Linked DNA regions of Mus musculus: region 1 is linked to region 2. Evidence: chromatin contacts called from public HiChIP or PLAC-seq data. All regions are on one chromosome and are shown on one strand. Each heading gives the region's core, a stretch centred on a gene start, on an enhancer-like site or on the middle of the called end of the contact. The rest is flanking DNA. Distances are from core to core; before and after follow the strand shown.

Evidence for each region. HiChIP or PLAC-seq counts read pairs in DNA pulled down with a chosen protein or histone mark.
Region 1: a contact with region 2 is called in an H3K4me3 HiChIP or PLAC-seq map of bone marrow-derived macrophages, with 4 times the contacts expected there. The contact joins two enhancer-like sites. A contact is called at or near these places in 1 of 15 datasets of contacts at CTCF or cohesin (embryonic stem cells), 12 of 484 Hi-C or Micro-C datasets (adipose-derived mesenchymal stem cells and embryonic stem cells), 12 of 115 datasets of contacts at active chromatin or transcription factors (bone marrow-derived macrophages, craniofacial prominence, embryonic basal ganglia and 5 more) and 2 of 9 other capture datasets (embryonic stem cells and embryonic tail).

What each region holds. Positions count from the first base shown.
Region 1 is chr10:120,307,080-120,309,779 of GRCm38.p6, reverse strand. No RefSeq gene overlaps it. Among named protein-coding and RNA genes, the nearest start is that of 1700006J14Rik, 56 kb to the left of the region's middle. Within about 2 kb of position 1,354, at least 47 of the 459 cell types and tissues checked have an H3K27ac peak or open chromatin away from gene starts, as enhancers often do. A contact at or near this core is called in bone marrow-derived macrophages, where this site is marked.
Region 2 is chr10:120,550,746-120,553,445 of GRCm38.p6, reverse strand. No RefSeq gene overlaps it. Among named protein-coding and RNA genes, the nearest start is that of Gm34952, 24 kb to the right of the region's middle. RefSeq lists an enhancer at 1-1,488. Within about 2 kb of position 1,410, at least 93 of the 459 cell types and tissues checked have an H3K27ac peak or open chromatin away from gene starts, as enhancers often do. A contact at or near this core is called in bone marrow-derived macrophages, where this site is marked.

The DNA of each region.
Region 1 (2,700 bases), core at 105-2,604, 240 kb after region 2:
TTGTCTTCTGCACTATCCTCTTCTCCCGTCCATTTTCTGCACCATGACCCACTCCCCTCCCCCACCCTCATGTAGCTTTGGCTACAAATCAGAATAGCTCTCGGGGGCTAGAACCACATTGCAACCCTCCTGTGTTTCCTAAGGATTTTCCTTCGTTCCCCAGATTTTTTTTTTCCTGGCTTCCTCCAGGTGGGGTTCTGACCACAGAAACTGAAGCTAGCCCCCACCCCAACTGTAGAAGTTTATTGAAGTATGGTACGATAGTCTTACAAATGTCATTTTCTCCCTACTGTAAATCAAGGGACAGCTGTCTTTGGAATAAATTCCAAATAGTTGGTCTGGAAATGAGATTGGCAGTGGGTCCCTCCTCCATCCTGGCTGACATCTCCCCATTCATTGCTTTTCTGCTTTCATCCATTCATTGTTTGATGAGTCTATAAATACATCTCATCTGCTTCTACTTTGCTTTTTAAGAATAAACTGATACCAAACACGCTGCCTTAATTACATCCACAGGCAAAGCATAACAAGTTAAAGTGTTGTCACAATATAGTTTTAGAACTTGACATTGCTCATTATGCCAGCTGTGATAGAACTGGGTAATGAAAAAAAATCTTAATTCAAATGTATAAATGAGTAATCCATCAGGAAAGACACTTTTAACATTGATGGATGAAAGTGCCTAGAAACCTGTTATGCAAAGGAAAGGGCATGCATGGGAGGGCTGATGAGCTTCAGGCGGGGTACCAGAGCTGGGAGGCATGGCCCCCTCTGACACTGAACAAGTCAGTTCCTCCAAATTCAAGTCAGACTCGGAACACTGTCCCCAAGGTGACCTTGAGTGTCCTCATTACGAGGTGGCCACTGACTCACGAGGCTCTGAATCATGAGCACAGAAGGAAGAGGCAGACCGACTCTGACTCACTCCCAGAAAGCCCTAGTTTGGGAGAGTTCTACCTCTGGGATGCAGATGAGTCTTAAAGAAAAGGACACCTTATCACTCATACCTTGTTGCTGGAAAATTACTTCTTTAATGCCTTTGACTGACATCATAGGTTTCAAGTTGTAAGTTTCAGACAACAGAAGCCCATTGAAGAATGAGCATTCTGTAACTTTTAAAGAAAAATTTATTTGCCTAAGTCATTTTCACACAAAACATGATCATTTACACACACACACACACACACACACACACACACACACACATTGAGCAGCTGTTTGCATTCACTAAAGACTTCAAACAGTGCAAATTTAAACCATTATTACATATGTCAAATGAATTACCCTCACCCATTCTGCAATTATACTTTGCAAACCCAGCAAAGAATGCAGCCTGTCTGTGAGTCACTAACACATAACCCTGAGATACACTGCTCCTAAAAAAAAAATTTAAAGCTAAAGGGAGCATTGTGGTACACACTTTAATCCCAACAGAGAAAAGGCAGAGGGTGTCTGTGAGTTCCAGGCCAGTCTAATGTGCATAGTAAGGCCCTGCCTCACGAATAAAAGCAAAAAATAAAACAAAACCATTGCAGAAGAAGACATGATACTGAATGGGGAGGATGACCAAAAAAAAAAAAAAAAAAACTTGGGAAGCGAACATCTATCTCTGAGTAAGAAGTAAAGGTCAGCAAAAAACTCCAAGACAGGGAACTATTAGAGCGCTCTTCTTATCACACACAGAGAGCCACAAGAGAGCAGCAGCTAATATACTGTGAGTTGTGCGTGAAAACTGGTAGACATCAGAAAGATTTTAAGTGATTTAAAAGAAGGTAAGACTTGCAGATGGTCCAACCGCTTGGCTGCAAGATAAATCCAGGAAGAGTGACAACCAGATGTTTCACAGATTGTATAAGAACTATTCTAAACAGATAGGATTGGACGGTAAGAAAAAAAATCACTGTGGCAAAATACAAGAAATGATGGGCCATGCTTGTGGTGGTTTGAATATGCTTGGCCCAGGGAGTGTGTGGCACTATTTGGAGGTGTGGCCTTGTTGGCGTGGGTGAGACCTTTTTGAAGGAAGTGTGTCACTGTGAGTGTGGGCTTTAAGACCCTCATCCTAGGGCTGGAGAGATGGCTCAGCAGTTAAGAGCACCAACTGCTCTTCCAGAGGTCCTGAGTTCAATATCCAGTAACCACGTGGTGACTCACAACTATCTGTAATGAGATGAGATACCCTCTTCTGGTGTGTCTGATGACAGCAACAGTGTACTCACATAAATAAATAAATAATTTGGACCCTCATCCTAGCTGCCTGGAAGCCCATCTTCTCCTGTTTGACTTCAGAACAAGATGTTGAACTCTCAGCTCCTCCTGCACCATGCCTGCCTGGATGCTGCCATGCCATGCCTTGATGATAATGAACGGAACCTCTGAACCTGTAAGCCAGCCCCAATTAAATGCTCTCCTTATAAGAGTTGCCTTGGACATGGTGTCTGTTCACAGCAGTAAAACCCTAAAACACTGCTGGAACCATTCACCACTGGAAATATTTACTGGTAGAGACTGTGGGAGAGCTGACTCGAAGAACTATCCCCCTTGTTGACAGAAAAGAGGAAACTCAATATGCACACTGGGAGATTTCAAATTCTGAGGAGCCCTGGGCAGCACAAACATCACGCTGGGTATTTTCTTACAACGTACTCATTGAAAGAATCAGAAATATATTACACTCAGAGAAATAGAGTCCTGGGTTGT
Region 2 (2,700 bases), core at 161-2,660:
CTTCAGCTCTCTCCAGACCCAAAGTCTGGACTAGGTGAAACCAGCCAGCTCCATGCCTGGCTCAGGTCGAACCACAAAGTCACGCCTAACGTAGATTTGCCCATTGGCTGCAGGCCGGGCGCCCCTCAGTCTGAGGGGGGCGGAGTCTGGAGGGGGTGGAGTCTATCGGCAACTGGGCCACTGCTCCCACCCTTCTAGGGGACCCTTGTTTGGCGGTTTCTTTTTCCTCTTTGGGAAAAAGTTACCAACTTCATTGGCGTCGCTGCTCTGCAACTAGTCCCTCCAACCCCGCTCCCGGAGGCTGAGCTCAGATGCTCCGCAGACGCCGCCCAGCGGTCCAGGCCAGGGGCCCCGTGCCTCTGTCGGGGTCGCCTTTTCTCTGCTTGCACCCACGGCTACACCGATCTGCACAGCAGCATGGAGCCCGCACGCTGCCGGGTCCCCTCTCCTGACGTACACCTACCCCACCCCCTAACCAGTAGGACACTCTCCATCCTACTCCGGGTCCTCTTACGTACACCACCTTCACTCTCACCGAGGCTACCTAGAGTCACAGCCTCCTCCCTCCCGGTGGTGGCCGCCTTCTGTGCGTTCCCTAGGGTTCGTCATGCGCTAAATCTCCTGGCTCACATTTAGGGATCATATCCCCGCGCGCGCATTTTCCGAGATCACCCACGTGCTCTCATTCTCATTCTGCCCCAGCAACGGCCCGCATTGCGCGGTGGCCCCTCGAGCCGCGGATCGTGGGAACCAGGCTGGGCCCCTTCGTCCCTGTCCCTCCTAGGTCATCCATCTCCCACCCAGTCTGCTGCCGAGACTTCAAAGGCGCCCCTGCCGGCGCGGGCCCCCTGACCCCGTGCGCAGAGCAGACGGCTGGGGCGCTCGGCGCGGAGGGAGGCCAGTTGGCTCATCCAGACACGCTCGGTCCTGCAAGTGGCTGCGTGGGTACCGAAACGGCCTTGGGTCTAGCCGTACAATAGCCTCTGACAAGGCCGTACCACGCTCGGGCCACCTAGGGTTGTCCCCCACCCCCATTCCCAACCCTCCGCCAGCAAGGTCCTTGATTCGTTTCTTCCGGAAGGAAATCTGGATCAGGACTGACTCCTTTCCAAGCAGAATAAGAAAAATCGTTCCCAGCGCTTGCTCCCCCTCCTAAAAATAAAATAAAATCAAATCAAAATAAAAATAAATAAGAGTCTCCCCTGACACTTAAGCAGCACTTCCTTCTTTCTTCCCTCCGTCCCATTCGGACACCCCTAATTGACAGACTCTAATCCCCGGATCGGAACTACTTCTGCCGGGAAGATTTGGCCGGCTTTTCCTTTTCTCTCAGCATTCCTGAAAAGCCAATTCGTTCTGAGCTGCGTTGATGGAGGGCAGGGGGGAGGAGGGTTACTTCCAACTTCTGGCACCACCTGGGTGGTCGCCATAACCCAGCGGTTCCCTGTCAGCTGTGTATTCTCCTCCACTCTATAAAGGCGGCTTTGCGGGAATCGTTAAGGCTCTTCGCCATCGATCTGCGGGGTACATGTATTGATTTATACTTATAATCAACTACAGTGTGAGATTTCGGGGAGGGTGATGGTGTGTTCCCGGTGCATAACTAACTGTGGCTGTGTGTTTGGAGATGTTGAGTTCAAGCGAAACAGCTTTTTGCATGAGGCTCTCTAAACATTCTTTTTCACACACTTAAAAATATTAAGGCTGTGCTCCACAGTTCAGCATTTTGATTGGCTGTGGTTTTCTGTAGGTAAAACACTCCAAGAAAAGATGGGGGAGGGGGGGTTACGGGGAGGGGGCGTGTCTCAGCATAACTTCGAGTCCTTTAAAAGGAATAGGTTAAACTTAGTCGGCAGCACTAAGATACATATTATACATACAAGGGAGAACACAGAAGCCCTGAGACTGCCACTAAACAACTCAGGCTCACAGCTTTCTCCACCCTAACAATGTTTCCTCACTCTGAGGAATCATTGGTGATCTTCTGGTATGAAAGTCTGAGCTGTGAGCAAGAGAGCAAACTGGACAGGAATTGCTCAAAGGTGGAAGACATCAACTGCTCTGCCTTACACAGGATTTGTCGTCCAGTGGTGCCTGGGCCTTACGGTACCAATGTGGATGGGGGTACGCAGACCCTACCTGGAGGTAATTAGGTCTTTGGGACACCAGTCTCAAAACCTGCTAGGTTAAGGTGGTTCTTGTGGAACCCTGGTTAGTTCTGACGAGATGAGTTGTGGTCCTGATCTTGTCTAGCTTCCTATGTCATCATATAACTGCTCCCTCTCCCACGTGCGTTTCCTTTCAGCCGTCCATGAGGTGACGAGCTTAAGGCTCCTCAGAGCCCAAACCAAAGAAGTTGCCTGATCTTGGGATTTCAGTTTTCATAACTTTTAGTCAAATAACCCTTATTTCTCTATAAAATACCCAGCCTGGGGTATTTTGTTGTGTTGTTGTTGTTGCAGCAAAAGAGAAAAGACTAACTTAGGATCATCCCAGCTGGACATGGTGCTATGTGCCTTTCATCCCAGCCACTAGGAGCCAGAGTCAGGCAGATCATGAGTTTAAGGCTAGTTTGGGTTACATATTGAGTTCCAGAACAAAACTAGAGAGACCCTGTCTAAAACAAACAAACAAACAAACAAACAAACAAACAAACAAACAGAAAACCCAAAACAAAACAAAAAAACAAACAAAAAACCA